Linked DNA regions of Xenopus tropicalis: region 2 is linked to region 1. A link is a contact called in public Hi-C data. All regions are on one chromosome and are shown on one strand. The core of a region is the stretch at or near the end of the contact, and the rest is flanking DNA. Distances in the headings are between cores, read along the strand shown.

Region 1 (7,362 bases), core at 2,994-5,493:
CTTTAGTTAAAGGTAGCTGCATCAAAATGTATTCTCTACACTTTCGTATTGTTGCGCTCGGTGCCACTCAGTTCTTCATACATTCCAATCTGAATCAGGTGCTGCTGCTCCTATTGACACAGGGGAACCCTGAAGCTACTGTCACACCCTTGCCATGTGGTAGCTCCAGGGTTCCCATGCTGACCCTGTGTAACAGTCTCAACACACTTGAGCCAAAAGAATCGGTGAAGCATTAGAGCAACATAATGTAACAGTGGCAGAAAAAAAGCAATATAACCTTTTTCATTCGCCCATATAATGTAGCATGCATATTGCTATATCTAAAAACCTAACCTTACATTCTGTACATTACAATTCATAAATTAAACTGCCCATTTTAATTTTTCCTTTCATTATGTATGTACTTTTAATTAGTGCTGAACATCTTATATCTATCTAGCTTTCAAAATGTTTGAAATTGTTAAAAAAGTGGCATTCAGATTTTTGGATTATAAATCCCCCATTAGATTCAATATTTGGACCTCAGACCACTATTGTATTAACTCTCCCTATAGAGGTTGATGGATTCTTAATCATTATTCCTTCACTTATTCCTAGCATGAAAGAACTGCTACTTTTTGAGATAAGCACAGTTTAACAAATTCTTGTTTTTCTTTTTTCAAAGCAACTCTGTTTTCTGGAACTCGAGACACAAATCTAAACTTGTTTTATTTTTATGATAGTGTCCCTTTAAGATCTTTTACAGAAAACTTGTTTTTTTATTTTCAACTTAAAATGATTAAGTGTAAAATAATGTGGTCTGAAATGTATGCTAGTTACTCTATTTACAACCAGAACACCTAAAAAATAGCTTATATCAACTGTCTGTCTTTCTCCCCAAGTTCCACCATTAAAGAAGTCAGATAGGCAGTGTGTCCAGAATATTGGTGCAGGATTCAGCCGCAATTCTTGAAGGAAACATTGTAGGCACTACCATCTGTGCCGCATAACAATTCTCCTCCTATGTGGGCTAATTAATGTTATTGGCCACAAAACATTTGTTTTTTTGGGGGGTTTTTTTAAAACAAAGCCATTAAAAGGAGATATGTAATTCATTCTATCAGGAACCTTGGATCATACCACTGGACCCCATTAAAAGAAAAAGGTTAATAAATAAAGTCTGGAGTAAATGATGCCTTGGCACATTCTTACATAAAATCCACTTGCTGGGGAAAGGTCTCCTGAAAATTCAATCAGCAGAAAATTAAATGTTTTTGAAAATGTAGAATGCTGCAGCTCCTACCATTCCATCACTATTTCCCCTTGTTCTTCCACTTTATCCCTCTCTTCCTCTTTCCTTTGTCACATATACAGTTGTTACATTTTTTCTTACCTCCTCTTTATATTTTTCTTTGCCCATTTTTGGTTATTACATCCTACACGTCCATTTTTTTCTACTTTCTCTTTTCTTTGCCCTATATGCTTTAGTCTCCCACATTTTGCATTTCTGTTAATGCCTTGTGTTCTGCCTTTCTACCCTTCATTCTTATCTTTTCCTTTTACTTATTTCTGTCTTGTCTGTCTGTTCTACTTTTGTCAGTTTCCTTGGCCTGTTCTTTTTCCCAGCCTGTGTTCTCCAGTCTTCTCCACCCTTTCTCCCTCCCCTGTTTGCCTACTAAAATGTATGCATTGGTTGGATTCCTGCCCAGTCTGTACAGTTACACATTCGTCTTGCCTCAGGAGCACACTGCTGTGTGATGGTCCATGAAGGGGAAATGTTCATCTGTAAAACTTGTGCTTTGCCTGGTGTCAGAAGAACATACACATATCTTTATGTTAAGTGAAAAATGCTGCACTGAAATCAATATGGACAAAGGCATTACGGACAGCAGCACTCACTCGGGGTAACTAAGAGAAAACTTACCTGCAGTCAGCGGTCAGTTGTTGCAATAATTATAGAAATCCTGCTCTGTGACTGATGCTAAATCTCAAAATATTCCTACACATTTAAGGCTCATTTGCATGTTGCTGTTTTAAATGCCTATTTACTGTTGTGTAAAGTGCATTATTTGCCATCATCAGGTAAATGAAGAATATTTATTATTTCACATGGACCTGTAATACACCCAGGCAAAGCCCAAATGCCATTTTTGGAAAAATCAAGCAGGCTAATTACCATGCATGGTGGTACAGTGGCTAGCATTTCTGCTTTGGGGTGCAGGGGTCTATCTGCAAGGAATCTGTAAGCTCTCTCTGGCTTGTGTGAGATTCCTCAAGGTACTCCAGTTTCATCATGCTCCAAAAACATACAGAAAGTTCTTATGAAACCAAGCCGTGTGTGTGTAAATGTGAAAGGAATCCAAGATTGTTTGCTCCTATAAGGTAGGGACCGAAAGAAGTGAAGAATATGCCACCACTATATCAATAAAGTATACATATAATGTAATTTATTAAACGCAACATGACCTAATGACAATAATATAAATGCTGAGTAGTAACATCTTTAATGGGTCTCATATTCAAAGGTGAGACCCATGTAGGAGAAAAATGACCAGATGACATGTTTAAAAGGTTAAAAGGTCAGACCCATGATGGACCAGAGTGACCTAATGACAGTAATATGTTCATTGATTTAAAGGGTAAGTTCTGTGTAGAAATTGAGTGACCTATTGACAGTGACATAATCTATGAGCTAAATAAACTATACATTTAGAGCAAGTGCTTAAACAGGCCAGCAGGCACACTGAGAAATAATAATTATAACTGTCAGTTTTACAGAAATATTTGTGCTAGCAGGAGGTACTGTACCTAAGGACACCTCCCAGCAATCTGAAATCATGCTTACAAATATAAAGCTGAGAAACAGGGTGAGAGATTTGCAACCCAATGACAGTAACATGTTAAATAAGGTTAACGGGGCAGAACCAGCAAAGAGACCTAATGGCAGTAGCATATTCAGTCCTACATAGTAATGTGACCAAAGGACAATAGTATAAGGGTTAAAGGATTAATCCCATGTAGTGAGATGTATAATGGGTTAAATGTTTCATGCCATGTAGGTACAGTGAGGCTATGGTATTTACACATTCGGATGTGTCGGAAATACTTAATGACATCAAACATTAACTAACCATTGCCTTTCACTAGCCTCCCAGTTACTTAAATGATTTGGATTCTCTACAGCCGTGGCTGCTGCACGAGAAACATTAGGGCTTGGGGACAGGGCAAAGACCTGATAGGCTGGAGACTCTCTTTATATCAGTGCTTCAACCTATGGCTTCTCTTACCAGAACTCCTCCCCCATACAATGTCTGAGGAGTTGTTGAAAAGTTTAAGTTTTGTATGTAAGATTACTGCGAGGAAGGTTTTTTAAAGTGACAGAGACACTCTCCTGTAAAAGACTGGAATATGTCAAGGGCATGGTAATGGGTAAAATCAATAGTCCCATAGGGAATGGGATATGTTCCATGGGTTAAATTTACCGTTTCATAAGATAATATGTGAAATGATGTTGCTGACATGCTGAATGGGTTAAAATGACATTATCATAGAGGAGTAACAATAGGTTTTATGGGTTAAATAAACAATTTTATGTACATGAAATATGTATGTATGTATATTTATAGTGCTACTTGTGTATGCAGTGCTGCGCATTAGAACAATACATTAACAGAGCAAACAGGAGTCAATACAATAATAAAAGGTAAAGACTAAATATACTTATATTCATATATAATCTGTGAACTCAATACTAGATATATGTATTGTTTCTGATATACTAGTAATGCAAAGGTTATATACATCATGCCTCAGGGAACCTATCATCACAAAACAACATGTGGCACTTAGTAACCGAGTAGAGAAACAGCATAAAATGACTTGTCATTTGGGGAAGTTTAACAAATGCTCAAAAACTAAAATCATTTGTAAAACAAGCCAGGGTGTGCAGGATTGCAATTAGTCTTTGTACTGACAAACAGCTTTCCAGTCTGACACACTGGTAGAAATGCAGAGAAACATTTAAAGATATATTTCATGAAAATATTTCAGTAGTGAGAGACAGACTATAACACATGCATACACTGTGTGCAGAAGCCCTTATACCTAACTCCTGGCAGGGCTAAGCATTTTGCAGAATCGTCTAGGAAGGTGAATGGATGTTGTGGTCTGTGGCAATGCTGAGTCGCAATAATGGGATTATCCTAATTAGCTCTGATTCCTGAGCAGGCTAATCTGCTGTGGTGACACGGGCTCTGGTTGCGAGGCAAGGAGAAGAAATTATTGGCTAGTGGGTTGAGTAACCAAGCCAATCGGTGATAGGTTAGTATCCTCACGTACACCTGGAGGGATGTTCACAGGCCAATTACAAGAGTTCTACAGAGAGAGAGGAGATTTCATTGGATGCAGAATTCTTGTAGTGATAGAGATAACTCTTCTGTGGGAGAAATGGCAACAAACACACATGCATCTCTCTCTCTCTGTATATATATATATGTGTGTGTGTGTGTGTGTGTGTGCCTCGATTGCAATGAATTATTATTAACAAATAGTGAATATTTGTCCTTATAATGATTAGAAACATAAACTATTTTCTCTTACACTGCACTTACAGTTTAATCCATTTAATGTGCCACTCTCTCACACTGCATTTCTCCTTTATGGAACAGAAATTTAACCCACTAAATACGTCACTATCATTCAGTCACCATGCCTCTCTATTTTACTGATCTTTTAACCCTTTCAGCACATCACTGTCATAAAGTCACTGTGCTCTTGTAGTACTCGAGACTGACTCATTAACTAATTAAATGTGTCATTGTCATTTAGTAAGTTTGTTCCTACATGGAATAGAATATGAGATCCATTAAAGATGTTACTACTCAGCATTTAACCAACTATACGTATTGATGCTGCATGGAAACCAACACTTAGCACATTAAACATGTCACTGCCATTAGGTCACCTTTCTTCTGTGTGGCACAGATTCTATAATCCTTTAAACATCTCACTGCTATTCAGTTACTTTGCTCCTACATGAGATGCTTTATATTTGTCACACTCCTAAGGTCACAATGTTCCTACATAGGACAGACCCATTAACCTATTTAACATTTTGGTATATAGAAGGAACCACGGAACCCATTAAGCATGTCAGTGTGTTGAGTTCACTTCATATCCACGTGACCATGGTGTTGTCACATTGTTCCTACAGGTGATGCAAATTTGTTTATAGCAGGAATTCTGCCCTCTGTCTCTACAGAAAGTTCTGCCTACCAGCAGCAGGCCTACTACTTACCAGCAGTCAGATCATGAGCCTGATCTATGCAATAACCCACATAAGCCAGGCATAGTGTGCTGAATCAGCTTACAGGTGTCCTCTTGTCCTTGGGGATGTGGTGGGCAGAGTGTTTTATATAACAGGAAAAGAATAAACCAAGTTTGTCTACAAAACATATTTGAAATATCACTGCATAACATAAGAATTCTGCACAGTACCACAATTGCTTTGAAGATGGGTGGCAGGGGGGATGTATAAAAGTCCACATGGCAATGGAGGAGACAGCTGCACATTGTCACTACAGATTTAACAACAGGGATGAGGGGGCAAAAATATTTCCAATCCATGGTCTTATGCACCACTGCTATGGGGGACAAGAGCACTAACCCCCCATGTAATAAAGGGCACTAAGTTTTCCCAGGTGTGGTAACCCATAGCAACCTATAAGATGTTTGCTTCTATACAGGTGACCAGTGAATGTTACCTGATGATTTGTTTCTATAGGTTACTGCTCCTAGGCAAACAGTTGGGCTCATTTATAACTACTGGGCAAATTTGCACCTGGGCAGTAACCCATAGCAACCAATCAGCCATTAGACTTTTTCAGCCAGCTGATGGTAGAACAATGTAAGCAAACATCTAATTGGTTGCCATGAGTTACTGCTTAGGTGCAAATTTACCCAGTGGTTTTAGGTTATAAAAGATAACCAGTGTCTTTAATTACATAACCTTACGGGGCACAATATCACACCCATTGGGGCCTTACACAGAGCACTTGTACCCAGGGTAAAGGATGGTGCATGCAGCACTCTGCACCTTGGGTTGAACCAGAGTACAGTGTTTGCATACCCTGGCTCTCCCTAGCTTGTGGGTCCAAATGATGGGCAAGGTAGTGGATGGTTGTGCCAGTAGCACTGCATACAAAGACCAGGACAACTCTTTGCTCTCTGTTTTTTGAGAGCAAAGAGTTACATGAATGAGTGCAAGCTGAGATTACCATATTGCACAACAGTGAAATGCTTTGCATAAGTTTTTTGCAATTTGTTTACTGTCCTGCCAATATAAAGGCACTTGTGTATATGCATATAAACATATACAGTATATATAGTATGCAAAAAAATAAATGCCGCACTCACAGGACTTAATACAAAAAAATTATTTGTTTATTTCAAAAGTCAATATATATATATTTAAAGATTGTAATGGAGATCCGCACATTACAGGGCTTATAGGTGAACACTTTATTTGGAGGTTGACGTTTCGGCTTTTTTAATTTTCACTTTGAAATATGCCTTTGTGTAGGCCGAAACATCAGCCTCCAAATAAAGTGTTCTTTATCACCTAAAAGCCCTGTGATGTGAAGATCTCTATTACATTCTGAATACCTTAAATTATGGACTGCACCCAGGCAATCAGATAAAGGAATTAAACGTGAGTGCCTGCTACCATTGACTGTATACATATATATATAACAGACTGGGTAATGGGGCATCAGTTCTGTATTTCTGCAAAAACCCAAATCTGAGAAGTGCTGCACATAATTAACTTTGTACCTTATAATTTCCATAGTTAAGCTCTGTGCAACAGGGACCTCTCTCTCTCTCTTTGTTATTCATTGTTACCTGACACCACATGGCAACCCCCAATTGTAAAACAATTTAACAATATTTGTATCCCCCTATACTGCAGTAAAAAAAATAATGCTAGCCATGTCTAACAGATTTAACGTAATCAGTTGCACACTCTCTTGAACAAAGCCAACTAGACACTGCAGCAACATTTTTTCTTCCTACGCCTTAGCATCCAATTCATCATGATCTGCCTCACACACATATTGAAATTGTATCGGACCCCCTATATTCCTGGGCCACTTACAGCTGCTTGGTCAGTTGTCTATATTGTTATGGACATGCTTATTAGCATCATTTATCCAGATGTTGCTGATCTAGAATTTCCCAGCACTTGTGCTTTACAGTTAATGGGAGTCATAGTGCAACATCTAGGTCATAATTCTATATCCTCTCTTATTTTCCTCTCTTTGCTTTCACACATTCTTCCTGTAACATAAATCAGCAGACTTGTTTTATGGACGTTGGTCTTGTTTT
Region 2 (7,362 bases), core at 3,011-5,510, 60 kb after region 1:
ACAAATGCATATATTATATGGCAGTGATCCCCAACCAGTGGCTAGTGAGCAACATGTTGCTCACCGCCACCTTTAATGTTGCTCCCAGTGGCCTCAAAGTAGCCTCAAACCTCAAAAGTGCCCTTTTTTAATTTTCTGGCTTGGGGGCAAGTTTTGGAAGCACAGATACACTGATTTACTCAAAGCAGAACCTCCTGCAGGCCAGCAGTCCACATGGGACTACCTAATAGCCAATCACTGTTCTTTTCTGTTATGGCCAAAGAACTTTTTTCATGCTTGTGTGGCTCACCAACACCAACATTTGAGTGTGGCTCACAAGTATAGGATTAGATGTAGCATTTGTTTGTGACAAACACTGCATAACCAACACCTGTAGGGGAGGTTAAACCCTATGATTTAGGGGGAACCTATTTATTGTTTCAGTATTGCATATTAAATAGGACAATGGGGATGGTTATATAAAAGTTACTTACAAAAACAGTATGAAAAAAATCTCTATAAAAGCAATCAATGTTAAGGTGGGCAATTCTGAGAAACGCATGGAGAATGGACACAAAATAAATTGACTGCAAAGTAAACTAAATATGGTTAACACTGGATATTTTTGTGGTTTCAGCAACTTGCTCTGAGAACATCCAGATAAAAGCCCAGTGGATCAGAATAACAGCCTTGTGCAGCAGTGACAACATGGTAGTACACTCTTAGCAGCCTGTAACACTCATGTGATAGATTTTTTCACTCAGAGCATTGCCGGCCAGAGAAGACAAATCTGTGCTCAGCTGATGTGGGTGGGAGATGACACGGTCTGGTGTCTGTGTGTCCTGTGACACTCACATATTATAGATCCTTAGACAGCTGACTCTGCATACCCACAATAAGACACATGAGGGACAAGGGGACAATTTTATTCACTTCAGAAATTATGTCAGCAAATATGGTTGAACAGATGATCTCACACAGGGTTACTCATTCTGAGGGGTGATTCCCTGATTTGGTTTGTGCAACATTGGGTTTTGTGTGAGCAAGACGATGTTACCACAGTGCGAAAATATAATTGGAATTTTGTGTTACTACTTCAAAAGCTACTAAGGTTTGCAACTGTAATACCATGTAAATTGTATGCTTATTATTGTATTTTTATAAACCATACCTAGAACTGTGCAACGTTAAAAAATAGAAAAGAGTGATATGAAAAAAGTGCAGAGTGGTACATGCTAGCCTGCCTGCGACAGTTTACTGTGTTCATAAGATATGAGAATTGTTACATAGAAGCAATCCAATTTAATACCATTGTTATATGGAACAATAATGACGATGGCATTATTAAGCGGTGAAGCATAAAATGCTGGAGATCATCAACAATTTAATCACTGCCACTTGGTAGTGCCAATAAAAATACTTTGTGTGCAATAGCTCTTATGGGTTATGTTGAATAATTAGTGGGTAATCCAAAACAATAGGAGCTGTTATAGGCATATTTTACATGGAGTAACTTAAGGAGGGATAGATGAAGACACAGAAGGAAATACTGAAAGGGGGTTTTAGAACAATTAAGTGAATATGGGGGAGGGATATGGGATAATTAGGAGGGTCATAGTGAAAGACCTGCAGCCCTATCCACTCATATGAAAAGCCAAGGGATCAATGGCAAATTTTGATCACCAACACAAATAGGGACAATAAATAAACAATGTGTGTACTGTAGAGCAGCATGAGAGACAATTCACTAGGGAGCTGTTGAAAGGAATTACAGGGAAGAATAGGAGTTACTAAAAGGGTGTTTGACACAGTTAGGGTCTTTGCTGTGACTCTTGTACTCTAATAATGTTTTCTGCAGTGTCACATTACATTACAAGACATTCAAGGAGAAGGAAAAGTAAAAACTAGGTAAGCTTTATCAGAAATCTCTATGTAAATACAGCCATAAGCATTTACAGAACTGCTGCTCTGAGTTCTCAGTGAAATGAAACACCAGTGTCTTTCCTTTTATTCTGTATACATGATCTTCTGTGTCAGACTTCCTTCTCTCAGAAAAACCCTTCAGGGCACGGCACAGGCCTGCTCAGTTTACCCCTCTCTCCTGTCTTCCCCTCCCTTCTCCTCCTCCCCCCTCCCCTCTCTGCTGGGGGAGATCAAGAACTGGCTGATTCAGAGAGTAAAATCTATAGTAATGAGATTTTTACACTTGCCAAACGGCAAGAAAAACTGAATAATGGAAACAAGAAGAAATTATGACTCACTAAGTATTCTTCCATACCTCATAGTTCCTTACATTAATGTACAGTATTGAAGTCATACACTGTATTTGTTTCCAAATGCAAGAGGTTTTCAAAACTAACTGTTCTTTTACATACTATTTACACTCCCATTATTGTGAAAGCTACATACTGGAAGTGTTTATGGTTGACATAAATTGCCATTGGTGAAAGCTTATGTTTTTCAGGGTTGAAATGCAAGCAAACTAAATATACATAGGTGAGCCCAATGATGTAAGACTGCAGCTCTCATTTTGTCAGTGATCTTCTTAGGGAGCAGGAGGGCCTTAGGTTGTACAACCCTGTATTAGAATATTGTCCATTTTTAGGGTGCAGTAATACAAAAATATTATATACAGTTAGAGCAGTATACTATAGGCTGGAACTTTTTTTTAAGTAATAATATAGATTGCAACTGTAGGATTTTGCAGTAGGCTCCCATTTTGGAGCCTTTTGTTAGCAAGCAAAGTCATAACAGAAGGAGCACCCATTTGTTACATTAAATAATATTTGATGCAATACCATAATATTGTGTATCAGTATATACATAAAATGTCTAACACCTGATACTGACTCAGTTGGCAGAGTTGCTGTTGCTTTTTTGGATTTGTTCTAGGTTTTAATTTATTGTTTAGGCCTTGTCACCCACATTTGCAGTATTACCTGCAGACAGGGGCAGACTAAAAGTCAGAATAGGTCTTGGCATTTCAAGTACACAGAATTCCAAATAGCTCCCCACAGACTCATTAAATAGTGACTATAGCATCTTACAGCAGTCCCTCTGGCATCTTCTAGTCCTGGCCTGGAACCAGTTGCCCAGAAACTTTTCAGGGCAGGCAACAGTGAGGCTCAAGTGTGGCAGGAAAGTGTTTTTGGGGAAATCCTTAGGATAAAGGATGTTTCTTCTCCTTGGACCATATTTAATTAACCATTGGGTTGTAGTGTGTAGTGCTGAATGAAGAATCACCTTATGATGTGCAGGTAGATGTATTTGTACAGGTACATGTAGATGCAGCACATTAGTTGGCTGCAACAGACAAACACAGATGCAACATTTTCTTCTGTCTGATATCTGTAATGCAATGTGCTTGCCATTTTAGTCAGTCAATTTTAGGATGACTAAATTAGGGATGCACCGAATTCCAGAATCAGTTCAGGATTTGTCTGAATCTGAATTTTTATCTTTTTTTGCATGCTAATCCAAATACAAACCCTAAATACCATGTGAGCTTTTTAGTCATTTTAGAAAAGAATTAGGTGATTTTTTCTTTTGTGCTAAACATTTTTTGTGTAATTGTGCTCATTTGAATATGCAGTTGTTGGCATGTGGTTTGGAATTTGGATGAATCGTTTTAGTGTTGTTGGTGATAAGCAAAAATTGTGGATTCAGTGCATCCTTTATAATGAAGATTATTGTGCACGGAAGCACCTGACCCCTCGCCCAATGGGTATGGACTTACCCAGAGCAAGGCAACCAGGTCACATTAGTTCAATTTGGCAGTATAGGTAAATCACCAATTTGTAGAACAACCCGCTCAACCTACAGCATAGCAAGAAGTGGCCACTAGCATTAAAATGTATTCCTGACCCACTGTTTTGTTAAATTCTTTTGGCAGCTTTGGCTGTTATTTATGTTCCTCTGCTTTTCTCAACAAAATCGGACTTTATCTCTGTAGGGCAACTTGAATTTTCATAAATAGCTGAGCTGCTTAAAATGAACATAACTTGATTGCCAGTCAAAGCTGTACCACCAAAAGGAATGAATTCGGTGCAGTTGTACTGTATCTGTGTGCGCAGTTGTTTATATGTAAGTGTGCTTCGGCGGCTTTGCCTTTTTTTTAACACAGAATGAAGGAACAGACAAAGCCTATATTTACCTAGTGACCAGACCTCTAAACACTCCCACCCTGCTAGAGAGCCAGTCAGGAAACAGGAGATGGGAAGATCTATCCCAGCCTAGTTTCAGGGTTCCAATGTTTATAGCTCTCCCAGCAGAAAGGCATTTGCCCATTGGCGATAGAAAACCATTTTCTGCCTGGCTGCCTAACACCTACTGCTGGGCTGGTTGCCTAATACGCACGGCCATTAGGTTACTTTTGTACAAGACTGCAGCGTTCGGCTCTCTGAGGCACATAGCAGTCCCGCAGCCCGCGTACCAGTCCCTCTCAGCTGATTATGCACTTAATCTAAGCATGTCCCAACATGTCAAGTTGAGAAAGGGGCGGAGAGTCGGAGTGAATGACATAACGCAAGTAGGCGTGTCATTAGGCGGGGGCGTGTTTTAGCCGTCAGGCGTGGTTTTGTTCAAGTTGGCTGCTGACTGCGCTGGTCTCCAGTTACAATTGCCAATGTTCTTGTCGGCTGAGTGCACGCTTGGACACACATACACGGATGCACACGCCGCTGTGACCGGGACACACGTTCTTATTCCTTAGCTGGCTGCTCTCTCAGGACTTTCCTTTGCACTTGTGGATTACGGGGTTCCGTGCAATCTCTCTGTTAATGTGATAGCTTTGGGGATCGCTGTGTTTACATGCCGACGTGTTGTGCTGCGCTGTGAGCGAGGTAAGTCCGGGGCAGGAGTGAGTGGGAAAGAGTTAGCGGGGTGTGGGATGGCGGGGCACTGCTCTATACTGGCACTGGGCACTGCTCTATACTGGCACTGGGCACTGCTCTATACTGGCACTGGGCACTGCTCTATACTGGCACTGGGCACTGCTCTATACTGGCACTGGGCACTGCTCTATACTGGCACTGGGCACTGCTGCCCATGGGGCTTTAGTTTGCCGATTAGTGAACTGTAATGGGACAAAGCTGCAAACTTATGCTGCGACCAGGTGTTCTGTGTGATGCCTTTAGTTTGCTTCACAGGGTTCTTTATATATATAAATATATGGACTTGGGGTGCCCTTTATGGTTTTTAATTAGGGAATTGAGCTTTATAACAAGGGACAAAGCCTTTTTCTCAATGAGGCATTTTGCTGTACTCCGGTTCACCCAAAGCTGGCAGAGGATGCTGGGAGTTGTAGTTTACAAAGGGCTGGTGTGTCAGAGCTTGTAGATCGTTGTTTTGTTGACTTATAATGTGGTTATGCATTTGCCGGCCGGCCAGCCCGTTCCTATGGCTCATGGCTCGCAGGGTTCCACTAGGCTTGTGGCCATGCTGCTGAGCTGGGAGCCGGGCTGAGAGCGATAGATCGCCGAGCGATTGTTTACTGACAAGCCCGTACACATGGAGGGAGCGGGGGAGGGGGGGCTTGTTTTGGTCATTTGAGGACAGCTCTCTGGCAGGGCAAGTTGCACACACTGCCTTTTATTGGGGTTTGGGGGTTCACTGCTCAGTTAGGGGTGCGTGGGATTGTGTGGGAGCCGGTGTCAGTGTGGGTTAGTACGGCACATGCGATAGCGCTGCCAGCCCCTGCCTATTTCCCTGCGACTACTAAATCCAGACATGTAGCGCTAGGGATATGGGCTTGTCTGCTAGGGGTTTCCCCTGCGCACCTAAAGCTTTGTTGAAGGTGCAAGTGAATGTCCCAGCCCATGCACGGATCTAGCCTTGAGCAGGATGGCATTACTAGCAACACAATGGAAGGCTGGGTATGTTTGCCATGTTTGTATAAGCATTTAGTATAGGGACAGACAACACTGCTCAGTATCCTAAACCAGCTAGTAAGGAAGCAAGGGAGCTGCATCGTGTCTGGCAAGTTTACAAACTGCCCTGCAAATTTGTCTCAGCAGCTCAGCATGATTGTATGGGATATGAAAGTTGGGGGGTGATAACTAGGCTGTGGCACTGCACCCAGACACTGCAGATGCACCTTAGCTGGTATGGGGGCTGCAGGAGAGACAAGATGAGAGCTTGCCATGATTTACCGAGGGGCCACTAGACAGATTAAGGGCAAGTACCGGCAGTGCCATACACAAATGTAATGCTCTATATAGAGAGAGCGAGCTGGGTGGGGTTAACCTAAAAGCCAATTTGCACTGCATGGATTTAGGATCATGAGTAGACAAGAGCCAGTCTGATTGGCTGTTGTACTTGTGTTGGCTTTCAGAAAGAAGCTGCATTGGATATATCCAACAGCCCATAAACATTTGGCTTTATAATGAGGGGAATTTACTGGGCTGGTAACATGGACTTAGTAACAAAGTATAGCAGATGGATGAAGCATGTAAATGGGGGCTCAGTAGGTTTTTTGCACATATGCTGCTAAAGAGAGAGAAGTTGTTGTTTCTCAGTGTGTCCTATAGAACAGCTTAAGAGCAATGCCAATAGACTATCGTTCAGTTGTTATGCACAGTGAGAGCTGCAAGGTATTTGTAGGTACTGTGCAGAATTGTCGCTGCCAGGCTGGTGCAATATATGACACATTAACTGGGGCTAAAAAGATTGGCAAGATGAGATTTGCTTTGCAGATTGTATTTTATATATTGTGTGGTAAGTTATCCTGCACATGTACTCAATGATCGCATAATGAAGGTGGGGTGGCAGAAAGTGTGAATGTCTGTTTGCCAGCTACTGGTATGTAAAGGTGCAGGTAGAAATTGCAAGTTGCATGCTGGTAAGGTGCCATACAGAGATGGACTGTTGTGCAGAATTTTTTACCCTGCTGCTGGTATGCAATGTGCAGGTAACAGAATGCAGTTAAGGAATGATGGTTAGGTGCCGTGCAGATGGACTGCTAAACATTGAAGGGGAGCTGGAGTTTTGCCCAGCAACTAGAGGGGAGGAAGAGAAAGCAGGTATTAGGATAGGTAGGTAACATACTGTAGCCAGAGGAGTTGGAGTTTTGCCCAGGTGCTGGCATGTATTGTCCACTGATAGAATGTAGTTATCATGTTGGTTATGGTGACAGGGCACTAGATGTTTGCCCAGCTGCTAGAGTGCAGATAGAAGCTGCAGGTAGCATGATGGTTAAGTGCCATGCAGATAGGCTGGCATAGAGTGAGTGGGAGCTGGATTGGCTTTGCCAGCAGCTGTTTTATTATGACAGAGAATAGGAAACCGATCGGAAAGGGTTTCTGGTGATTAGGGAAGGAATACTCAGCGCATTTCTCTATGACTACGGGAATCTGCCGTGCGACAGCTGGATGTACTGTGTTTGAT

Evidence for each region. Hi-C and Micro-C count contacts between places; a contact is called where the count stands out from the background.
Region 2: a contact with region 1 is called in a Hi-C map of neurula embryo, with 2.2 times the contacts expected there. The contact joins the promoter of LOC100487575 here to the enhancer-like site in region 1. A contact is called at or near these places in 5 of 5 Hi-C or Micro-C datasets (brain, gastrula embryo, liver and 2 more).

Annotation. Positions count from the first base shown.
Region 1 is chr8:76,982,733-76,990,094 of UCB_Xtro_10.0, forward strand. No RefSeq gene overlaps it. Among named protein-coding and RNA genes, the nearest start is that of ccdc9, 28 kb to the left of the region's middle. Within about 2 kb of position 4,244, at least 5 of the 11 cell types and tissues checked have an H3K27ac peak or open chromatin away from gene starts, as enhancers often do. A contact at or near this core is called in liver and neurula embryo, where this site is marked.
Region 2 is chr8:77,042,759-77,050,120 of UCB_Xtro_10.0, forward strand. It overlaps LOC100487575, which reads left to right and starts at 4,261. Exons shown (of 4, transcript XM_002940606.5): 1 at 4,261-4,820.